Linked DNA regions of Sus scrofa: region 1 is linked to region 2. A link is a contact called in public Hi-C data. All regions are on one chromosome and are shown on one strand. Each heading gives the region's core, a stretch centred on a gene start, on an enhancer-like site or on the middle of the called end of the contact. The rest is flanking DNA. Distances are from core to core; before and after follow the strand shown. Region 1 holds the start of LOC110257199. Region 2 has its middle 1.3 Mb from the start of ZEB2.

The links. Hi-C and Micro-C count contacts between places; a contact is called where the count stands out from the background.
Region 1: a contact with region 2 is called in a Hi-C map of retroperitoneal adipose tissue, with 2.9 times the contacts expected there. The contact joins the promoter of LOC110257199 here to the enhancer-like site in region 2. A contact is called at or near these places in 3 of 47 Hi-C or Micro-C datasets (adipocytes, mesenteric adipose tissue and retroperitoneal adipose tissue) and 2 of 2 datasets of contacts at active chromatin or transcription factors (alveolar macrophages and skeletal muscle).

What each region holds. Positions count from the first base shown.
Region 1 is chr15:7,511,312-7,516,434 of Sscrofa11.1, reverse strand. LOC110257199 reads left to right here and starts at 2,396. Exons shown (of 2, transcript XR_002339482.1): 1 at 2,396-2,528. The region is part of intron 2 of ZEB2 (zinc finger E-box-binding homeobox 2); the gene reads right to left.
Region 2 is chr15:6,238,192-6,243,346 of Sscrofa11.1, reverse strand. No RefSeq gene overlaps it. Among named protein-coding and RNA genes, the nearest start is that of ZEB2, 1.3 Mb to the left of the region's middle. Within about 2 kb of position 1,981, at least 22 of the 83 cell types and tissues checked have an H3K27ac peak or open chromatin away from gene starts, as enhancers often do. A contact at or near this core is called in alveolar macrophages, mesenteric adipose tissue, retroperitoneal adipose tissue and 1 more, where this site is marked.

The DNA.
Region 1 (5,123 bases), core at 1,147-3,646, 1.3 Mb before region 2:
TCCCCCTAATAAGACTTTTTAAGACTGGAATCCCATTTTTAAATGGATAATAGCTAAGAGGCTACTGGCAATCTATTTATTTCCAGAGCTGTGTTTTCACGTTGGCTACATAGAAACTAGAGGAGGAAATGAACACTGAGATCTTCGAAGTTGAAGCTTTTAAAATAAAGTTGGTAGGTAGTGTTTGAAAACATATTGTTCGGAATTTAAGTTTTAATATCTAGGAATAAACCGAGCATTAAATCAAGCAAAACTGTGACAAGGCCAATATGCACATGGACGATGCCAGGAAGGCATCTTCAGCTCTTTGTTCACAGCTTAACAAAACTGTGCCGTCACACCACTTTAGTTCAACAGTGCCTGTCGAATGGGCATCAGCAGATCAGCCAATGCCTGTCATACACAGAGCCTGAAGACGCTTTGAAAGCAAGGGCTTATTCGACCCCCAAGTCTAGTTGGAAAGTGGTGAGGATTTTAAATCATCTAGTAAAGACACCCACACCCCTCCATCACCACCACTAAAGTTAGAAGAAACAAGGATCACACACACACACAAAAAATATATATATATATATTGGTTAAAAAAAATAGACATAAAGGAGAAAAAAAATGCACTCAGGCAAAAGGAGCGGCTTTTGTGTTTGTTTTCTTTGCAAAAGCAATTTTGAAAGTTTGGCAATCAGAATTTTTCTCAAAGTGACCGTTCCTGATAGTGAAATAAAAGTTTAATGCCATGTCTATTTTAAGTCTTTGCCATTTTTTCTTGGCCTTTAAATAACTGAATATATGTTCTTCCGTTATCAGGACAGGAGGGCGTTATTTGACAAAGAGAACTTGCAACCCCGTGTTATTCAAAGGAGAATCTTTTCAAATGAAATTTCTGCTAGGTGGCTGTTTTTGTTGACAAAAATGCACTAACTATAGAACTGACAGTCTCCTGAGTTCTGGTCTCTGGGAACATTTAACCTGCTTCAGAAGAGAAATCCAAGGAAACAAACCTGGTCAAGAGAAGGGCTGTTAACGTTCCTACAAGTTAACAATTAGGGAAAAAAAAAAAAAAAAAGACCCAAACCTCCTTATTCACCTCCTATAACTCTGATCATGAGATTTGGCTTTCAAGCTTTAATAAGTGCTAAGGAGGTGCCTCAGAACTTTCCTCCTGTTTAATTAAATGTGCCCACTCCTCTTCAGGCATCCAATCAGATGAAATGAGAGCAGACCCGGGAGCAGGGCTGGGAAGCCCTAGTGGTAAGAATTAGCTGAAGGTGTTCTGAATCTCTCGACCTTTCAAGTTCCTCCAGGATACGTTGCCACTGAGATCCACACAGGAGCTGAGATCTCCCTTCCACTACAGTTGAAAAGCGATCACTCCCAACCCCTTTCCCCTTCCCTCTGTCTTTCACTCTGCTACTGTCAGTTCGCTGCCTGTACTTTAGCTGTCTCTTTTCCAGTCTCTACCCTGTCAGTTTCTGGCCTGCCAATTTCAACTTGAAGCTTGACTGGGCTGATTTGATGCAAATACCTCCAGGGAAAACCCTGAAACTGATGAACAGTTATGTCAAGTCGATTTTGCACCATCGGGAAAAGGTAACCTCTGCGAGAAAAAAAACAACAAGGTTAAAGAGACAAGGGCTTTTCACGTGTAATACCTCTGCTGCACATCTCGTTCACTGTTTACCATCCCTCAGAAATTGTAACTGTCAGAATTAGTCCTAATTGCAGATGCGAAAGCTGCCATTATAATAAAAACAGAGGCAGTGCAGGCATTAAATGTAGCAGCCTAATTTGTGAGACTACAGAAAAGGTAGAGTAAATGAATATTTCATTACTTTAATTACCAGGGACTACTCTTTTCTTGCTGTCTTATGATAAGTGTTGCTGTAACTAGCAACAGCAAACATCCACTAAAACATAAAGTGCAATAATCGGCCTGCTGTCAGGATCACCGATTTAAAATACGAGCCGGGAAAAAAATATAATGGTTTATCTATTTCTTAGAGATTGCAGAAGTAGAAGATGAAAATTCATTTAATGTCAGGGGGAAAAAACGCACACACAAAGGCACCAGTAAACAGGTTTTAGTCAGAGAATAATGGCTCCTCCAAGAGAGAAGAGGGAAAAAAAAAAAATCAGTTGGCTATACATTTGAAGTGTTAGCCCCAAAAGAATGCTGCAAAGTGAAAAGTAGGAGGTGACAGTATTTGGACTTTTTAAGGCAAAATTTTGTTTTGTGTTGCACAATGTAATTGCTTGAACATTAGAAAATAAAACTCTGGTGACTGGGGGGAAGACAAGAGGAAAGCAAGTGGTTTTCAAATGATTAAGCAAAAGTGGAAAAAGTTCAAGCTGGCAAAAGTTTATAAGCTCAGTCCATTTCCATCTAAAAAAGACTAGATAAAGCCTGCCAGAAAAAGATACTTTGCCTGCTTTTTCGGAGGACTGATTCATAAGATTTGGGGAGTACCAATAATTATTCACCCCTGACACCTTGAAAAGCCCTGGGGATCCGCTCTAAATGTCAATTTCAGGTAAAGGGGCAAAGTGGGGGTGGGGGTGCCTGGAAGGTGGGAGGTGGGAGGTGGGTGCGGGTGTGGGGGGCGTGCTGGAGGAGGTTACTGAGACTGGCTGAAGCCAGCCTGTCTCTGCATTTATCACTTTGTCCCAGAGGAGGTGTTTGTTCAACACAGCAGTTTGACAGCACAAAAACACTGTGGCCAGAAGCCCTATCAAAGAACCTACTGACACATATCATTTGTGGTCTTGGTTTCACAGGGCAAGGCTACCTCACACTTTATCTGTACAAGTATAAAACTCCACACATTTCTAAGTGTTCCGTAGGGTTTAATCCTCTCCCCTTTTCTTTTTTTTAAATACTGTAAACACTACTTTAAAATACTATCTTTATTCAGAAGTCCTGAATGCTGTTTTAAAAAACCATAATAATTTGCAATCAATTTAGCATAATCTGTTCTAAGGTTGGTAATATTGAAGGAAAACGAAGGAAAACAGTTTAAAAGCACAAAGCTTGTAATTTATCCTAAATAATACACTTAAAGCTAGATTAATAGGTGCAAGTAAGTTTTGTAAGTCATGTGGCCTAGGGAACACTTTTTTCTCTTACAATAAATCCTACTAAACAGGAGTCTAAATTAATTCTTCACCTCTACTATTTTTGCTGAAATGCATCTCATTTACAAGCTATAGGATTGTAGTGAAAGTTAAGAAGAATCCCAGACTTGAGATCCTAGGATGCATGTGTCCATGCATGCACACTCACATTGGTTGTGTTTAGTTTTCAAATTCCCAACAGCAGAGCAAAGGTGGTGGAAAATCTTTAGAGGACAACCATTTTGCTTAGAGATTTTCCCCTTTTAATGGGTTTATTTATTATGAAAACACAGTTTACTGAGTTCTTTATGTATAAACCTCACCTCTTAAAACTGAGAAATCTCATGATGTGAAACACTTCCATTGATGTACTTTGTGTCTAAAATAGAAACTTAGGTACTTCCAAGAATAGGCAAATTGCAAAGTTTCTTTGATTACAATTACTCAGGAATATAAAACAATCTAAATTAAATTTAGGTTTTAAAAAACAGTGAAAGCTAACTACTGCATTTTATAGATCACTTAGGCACTAAAATCCTTGAAATTTACTCATTTATTTAAGAGGGGAAAAAAACCTCAGGTCTTAAATAGCATGATATCTTAATCTATGGATCTATCATTGATTATTTTGGGGAGGGAGTGTCTATCACCTTGTCAGGTGTACCTTTCTTTCTCAGAGCTGATTATAAAGAGAAATACTAAACAGTATAGAAAGAACAAAAATCACTGTATTGTCATGTTAGCAACATTAAAGAGGAATCCATTATATGTTTTGATGTTAGATTTGCCTTTTTTGTCACAGGAAATCATTAAGCCAATTACCTGTTAGCAAAGGAATGCAGTCATCTACCTCTATCACCTGAGATTATTTTAAAATGTTTCTATTTTATCCTCAAGATTTTAAAATGCACCTTCACATATTATTCTTGGGATAAATAAAACGTGCTGAACTGACCGGTTATATGTTTATTGTTTGCTTGAAAGAATGTCTTCATTTAAGCGGGACTTAAAAAAATTTAACTTCAAAATATTTTAAGTTCAGAATTAGGTCTCCTCCAATTTAGAGTGTGTGTGGTTTAAGCTGAAATAACACACAGCAACCAAGAAATATGAAGAACAACTAAAAATGGATAACATATAATAGAACATGACATTTAGTCTCATGGATTATAATAAAATTATCTGGAGTTTTAATTTTATAGTAATGTTTTAAAAAATAAAGGCAACTTAACTAGGTATGCCAATCTTTATGTACTGTCTTTTACTAACTACTTCAGATCGCATCCCCTCAATTCAGCTCAGTAACAGAACTAAATTTGTACTAAAAAAAAAAAAAAAATCAGGAATCATTATGATGACTGCATTCTCCCATTGAAAAAATGAAAGCAAAGTTCAATCAGATCTTTCTCACATGTTCGCTCCCTTTCCACCCCTTACGTGTCCCTGCTGCTTGTTCTTCCAAAGTCTGGTTTCCAGAAGCCCATGATAATTTCTAACCAAGACTGCAGCCTCCACTGTAATGTACATGATTTTATTCGCTCTCATACTTTCTTGGGTTACAAACACCCAATATTTGATGAGACATTGATCATCTTCCTTTTCTTTCCTCTTTTCAGCCTAACTTTCCTGTCAGGAGCCTGAAAAAATATGCGCAGTTACTGTTGCTGAGGGGAGACAAAGTTTAACTTCTGGGTTGGCAATCGGAGAATAATTCATGAGCAGATTTCTAGCAAATGATATGATTTGCTAAATTTTGGTCTTTGATTTATATTTATGTACTCCTGCTACTGCTAAGGTTTTGCCAACCTCAATTAGATCATGAATGAGATCATTTTAATTCAGCCCCCAAACTGTGACCTGACCATGGTCTGAAAGTGTTCAAAAAGTAATTTTAAGCCTCCCTTTGATTTGAAAAGGAATACTGCATGCTTGGTCGTTCATACAAATAACATAAAACTTAATTATTGAATGATTTGGCAGAGGACCTTCCTGCCAAACAACAGTCAATGCCAGCT
Region 2 (5,155 bases), core at 732-3,231:
GTGCAATGGGTGGGCTTTTGAATTGTTTTATTGCCTTCCTCATTTGGGGTTTTTGGCTCACACTCATTTGTCCACAAGCAGTGTCAGAGGCTTTTCCCTTGTGTAGCAGATTTTCTTACCTTTTTTCTTTCTTCTTCACTTCTAACCAATAAAAATTAGAGAAGTATCTCTCTAGTCTCCAATCTCTCCATCTCCAATCAGCCATGCCTCTGCATACGTGCATCTGTAGAAGACTGCAAACATGAAGCAATGTTTTTCAGTCGCCCTGATTTCACAAGTGTGTAAATCCCCGAAATTCTTCCCTTTTACTCTGAGCTCTCATTTGGGTGTTTGTATAGTTTGCATTCTCAAATGCCACCTGTTGAAAATAAAAGTCTCATGACATTTGCAAATTCTGGTTCATCCTAGTTTAGCTTTACACAGCAGTCTAATTTCACAGTGCTTAGCAATTACTTTTATTAGTTACTCCACCCAACAACCCTATGATGTCAGGAATTTCATCTCTTCCTCTCATTCTTTTCCTCTCTCCTGTTCCTTTTTTACACATATAAACACACAAACATCCACTTATTATCCCTTGAATTATTTTAGTGAATCTCTGTCTGCATCCCCAAATATTCCATATGACTGAAAGTAGCAAATGTCTGAAAAGATCATTTCTGTGTGGATACAAGCAGCTGAAGCACAGGGAAATAGAGATTTTTTTCTCTAATTATATATTTCTTATTTTAGAAACAATTTTCACCAGAAGTCAGAAGACTTAACAGTCTTAGCTATGTGACTTTAAACAAATCATGTTTTCTCAGCCCGCCTCAGTTTCCTTCTTGGTTAAAAGAAGGCAAGTACATGGGGGTCCATGGAGTGTCTGAGACATGTGGCTGTGCATTAAGGTTTTCAAGGGGCATCTGTGAGGTCAGGAAAGGATTTTTCTGGGGAATCAGAGCCAGACACAGTGTTCTTCCTGTTGATCACACACCCTCTGATAATGAACTCGGGGGGAGAGAGGTAAGGCTGCATGTTTCCCCAAAACCTGCTGTGCATACTTGAGATGCACACTTTCTAAAAAGTTAACTTTGTCAAAAAAAAAATTCTTTTAAGCTCTTCAAAATTGATTTATTCCTGTTATTGTCAAAGATTGGCTTTCTATGGTCATTTGGTAAATAAATAGCTTCAAGGGGGAAACAAACAGCGATGTTTTGCTTTTCTACTGCCAAGTTTACAAGTTAAATTTCAGCCACGACGTGTACTAAGAGCTTAGTGCTTCAAATGGCTAGAGGGAACCTGGGACTCTTGAAAGGGGCAGGGCAGTATGTTTTCTGCCATCACTCACTGAGTCACAGAAGCAGAAGATGAATGCCTTTTCAGGAGTTCTGTAGTTGTGATTTCACTCAAGTTCCAGTGGTTCTCAACCACTTCTCTAAATCTGAATGAAGAAGCAGCCACAGGGGCTGTGTGAATTAGGATAAAATGCATTCTGATTAAGGGCCGAAAGTGGCACTGGCTGTGGATTCATAAACTTTACAGTATGCTCAACATGTTCAGTACATGGAGAGCAGCATATCCTAAGAGACAGGACAGAACCCCCAAAACACACACCCTCTCCCATGCCCCGGTAGCAGCCTAACATATTTGTGTTTAATTACAGCCTATTTCTTTTAGCATCTCTGCCTCCCGTCAGCCACCTCTGTGCCTTTGGAAAGGCAGGCCTTCCACAGAGCATGTTCTTTTTACAAGTGTTGTGACAAGATTGTGTTTTGGTTCCAAAGGGTTAATCCCAATGTGAATTCTTTGCATGTGTAATTTAATACTTCATAACTGCTGAAAATTGGAGTCCACATAATTTATTTTCTTTGGTCGGGCACATTTGCCTCATGCTTGGCCGGGGCTGACTTCAGAAAGACACACCTAAAGCTCTCAAGTGTCCCAAGTGGCCCATGTCAGTTGTACAGAGGGATTGTGGTACTTGGCCAGAGCCCAAGGATTAGGTGTTCCTGAGAAGGTTTTTTTGGCTCTACAAAGCCCAAGGATGTCATGGGAATAGGCTGCACTCCCTTTTCCCCCTTGAAGGCCACATATCAACGGGGTATCTAACCACTCAGAGACAGGCTTTACACAAAGGTATACATTAAAACAAATAGAACATGCAACCAGAAAGAACCAAAAGAGAGGGAGGAATTGCTAAGTGGAGACAGGAAACAATTGCTTCATTGTTGGGGCCGTGATCTTAGAATTGCAGAGTGCAGCTCCATCTACAGGACTATTTGCAAAGCTGGAGCTTTTTGCTTAAAAAGCAAGGCAGAACTTTACATGCCAGCTTGCCCTGCACAGGCTTCACCTAATTCAAAAAAACCTACTTTTTACTGAAAAATAATTGTCCCTCTTTGATTAGAGGGATTGAAGAGCGACACAGAGATAATAAGTGAGAGGGGAAAGCTGTTCAAGGGGGCTTTCATTTAGCTCTTTTTCTTACATTGGCAGTAAATATTCTTCTCCTCCTTGCAATACTCATTTAATCTCTTTCTTTCCTTTTCAACAACTTCCTCTCATTTGGTTTCCTCTCATTATTCTTCGGTTTGGGAGGGGGCATGTGTATTTTCCCATTCAAGCAAAATAGAAGGCTGTGTTTGTTTGAACACCGTTCTTGTACTTCCTGGCAAGCTTTTGACTTTCAAGAAGGTTCAGGTTTTTAGGTTTAAAGGAGCTGAAAAACTTTAAAGTAATAATTAAAGCCAACTCTGTAAGTGCACATTTTCCTCTTTCTTCCCCCCTTTTATTTTAAAACCCTTGCCTGCCAATGCAGTGGCTGCTGTCTAATGCTATTTCAACAGGAGACCTGGGTTTCAGGACAAGATCCAGGCCATAGGGGAGACTTGATGGCTCGGGGAATTAGTAATGGGATTTGGAGCCCTTCATTTCTAGGTCACTGGTTTGAATAGAGCCCAGGTCAGTAATGACTGAAAGTTGTTACCACCCGATGTCTGCTCTTCCCACACTGATCTGAGGTTGCCCCGCCACCCAGTCCCCGAGTGCCTGTGGCACATCTGCGCTAATGGCCTTCATTGACAAGTTGGCTGTTACAACTTTAGGCCTAAATGTGATGCAGACCACCTCTGCCATGTGCAGAAAGAGTGTCCACGCTCTGCCCAAACTGCTTCTTCAGAGGATAATGGAGAGAGAGAGACAGAGACAGAGACAGAGACGTAGACAGAGAGAAAGAGAGAGAGAGAGAGAGGAGCACTTTAAAGCTCACTTGTCTTCCTGATGATTCTGGGACCTGGTTCATCTATCCTCACACACCCAAGTCTTTTCGGCATTAGATCCTCAGCCCCTCACAGGTTAAATGCACAGGGAAGGAATACCAGGCTACAGAGTGCTAAGTTTGCAAGTACTCCAAATATGAATGTTTGGAGAAAATGGATTGAAAAGATCTGAATTGGGATTTTTTTTTTTTTTTTATTTCTAGAACCCAAAAAGATGACCATTTGAAAATAATGCTTGCTGGATCCCAAATCTAGGGGGAAGCAGGGTATTTCCTGGGCTTACATTAATAGAGGGTATGAAAAAAGTAATTACTGCTTTGTGCCTTTTCTTTGTTTTATAAGAGGAGAAATGCTTTCTGCAAGAGAATGGAGAGAGGAGTGGAAACTATAGAAATTCAAGGACAATACAATATGTTGGCATTCTCAGTGGCCCCTTTCTGCCAGAGTCCCCCTCTATCCTTTCTGTGAGTCAACTCAATGTGGAGCTCACTGAGGTTAAAGAGAGGGGAGGAGCCGGCCTGCCTCCTGGTGGGGACCAGGCTTCAGCAGAGAAGGGCTAAAGCTGCTTACAGATGCACATTGGTCCCTGGTCCCCAGGCTGCAGCCCACACAGGCCTGGCTCTGTCTCTCCCCTCCTGGCTCTCCCTTCCCTGTGTGGAGGTGAAGGCTACCCCAAGAAGGAATGGTATATGTATAACCAATTAAGAAATTACAGTCACATCAAGACCCATTTATATAGGGCTTATATTTAGATTTCCTTTCAGAGAAATGGGTTTTTAACAGCATTGATTTTTTAGTAAGAAACCAATTACAGGTGCTTACCACATTGCCCAGATACTGGATGAGAAGTTTTAACTAGAAAATTCAGTTAAAGAGGGCAATGGAAACACAGCCTGATGTTCCCATGTTTCTCATTTATCACTTCTGTTTCTACTTTTATTTCTCCTAGATAGTGTTTTCTGTTTGTTTGCTTTTTATTTTATTTTTTAATTTTATTCATCATGCTGCAAATGCAGACTATTTGCCTGCTTTGACTCGTTCATTTTCTTTTCTTTTTTTTTAGGAAGAATCATCTTCATTTTTGTAGGGAATATGGAAAAGCAGTGTGGCTCATGTAAGTACTTTTATTTACTCTTATACTCATATCCTTTAGCCCACCAAGCTCTACTCTGACACTGAAGGCAGTACAACAGTAACAGACATTTCCCAGAGGGTCGCAACCCGCTTCCCACACTACCAACAGGGCCTGAGCCAGTGGTTCGTTGTGTGCTATCCACTTTCTGCCTTTTCTTAGGAGAATCCAATTAGGAACTGATTTTGTTATTATGAGAATCATAGAGTTGGATGGAGACTTAAAAGTCATCTTTACCAGTTTCTATAAAGATGGAGATCTAAATTTTGCTTGAATGCCTCTTGATGAGGGCTTCCCTCCTTTCCCAGGCAGCCTGTTCCATGTTTGGTTACTATCAGGTAGGTTTGGAAATGGGGCTACAGCAGTTTAAAAGATGCCTTTATAAAGTTTGGGGTCAAAATGAACGCTAACAGAATATGCAAACCTCAAATACGGCACATTGGAATATTGATTATTTTGATCTGTAGACACTTAAAATATAGCAAGTGTGGGGAGAAGCTTTCTCTGAATTTCCCTTATGGACCTAAAGACAAATCTTCCAAAAGGAACTCAGTTGTCATAAATCCCCTCCCTAAGTCTCATCAAGCAGTCTCACAAAGAGTGAGGCTAGACGTCTACACCATACCCAGAAAAATCTGTCACAACTTATCATATCTCCCATGTATTCGTCTAAGGTCCCATTCATCTTTTGTAAAAGACATGTACTCTCTCCTAACAGGCCTGCATCCCCTTTTCCTTTTTCCTATTAAGCTGGTATTTAAGT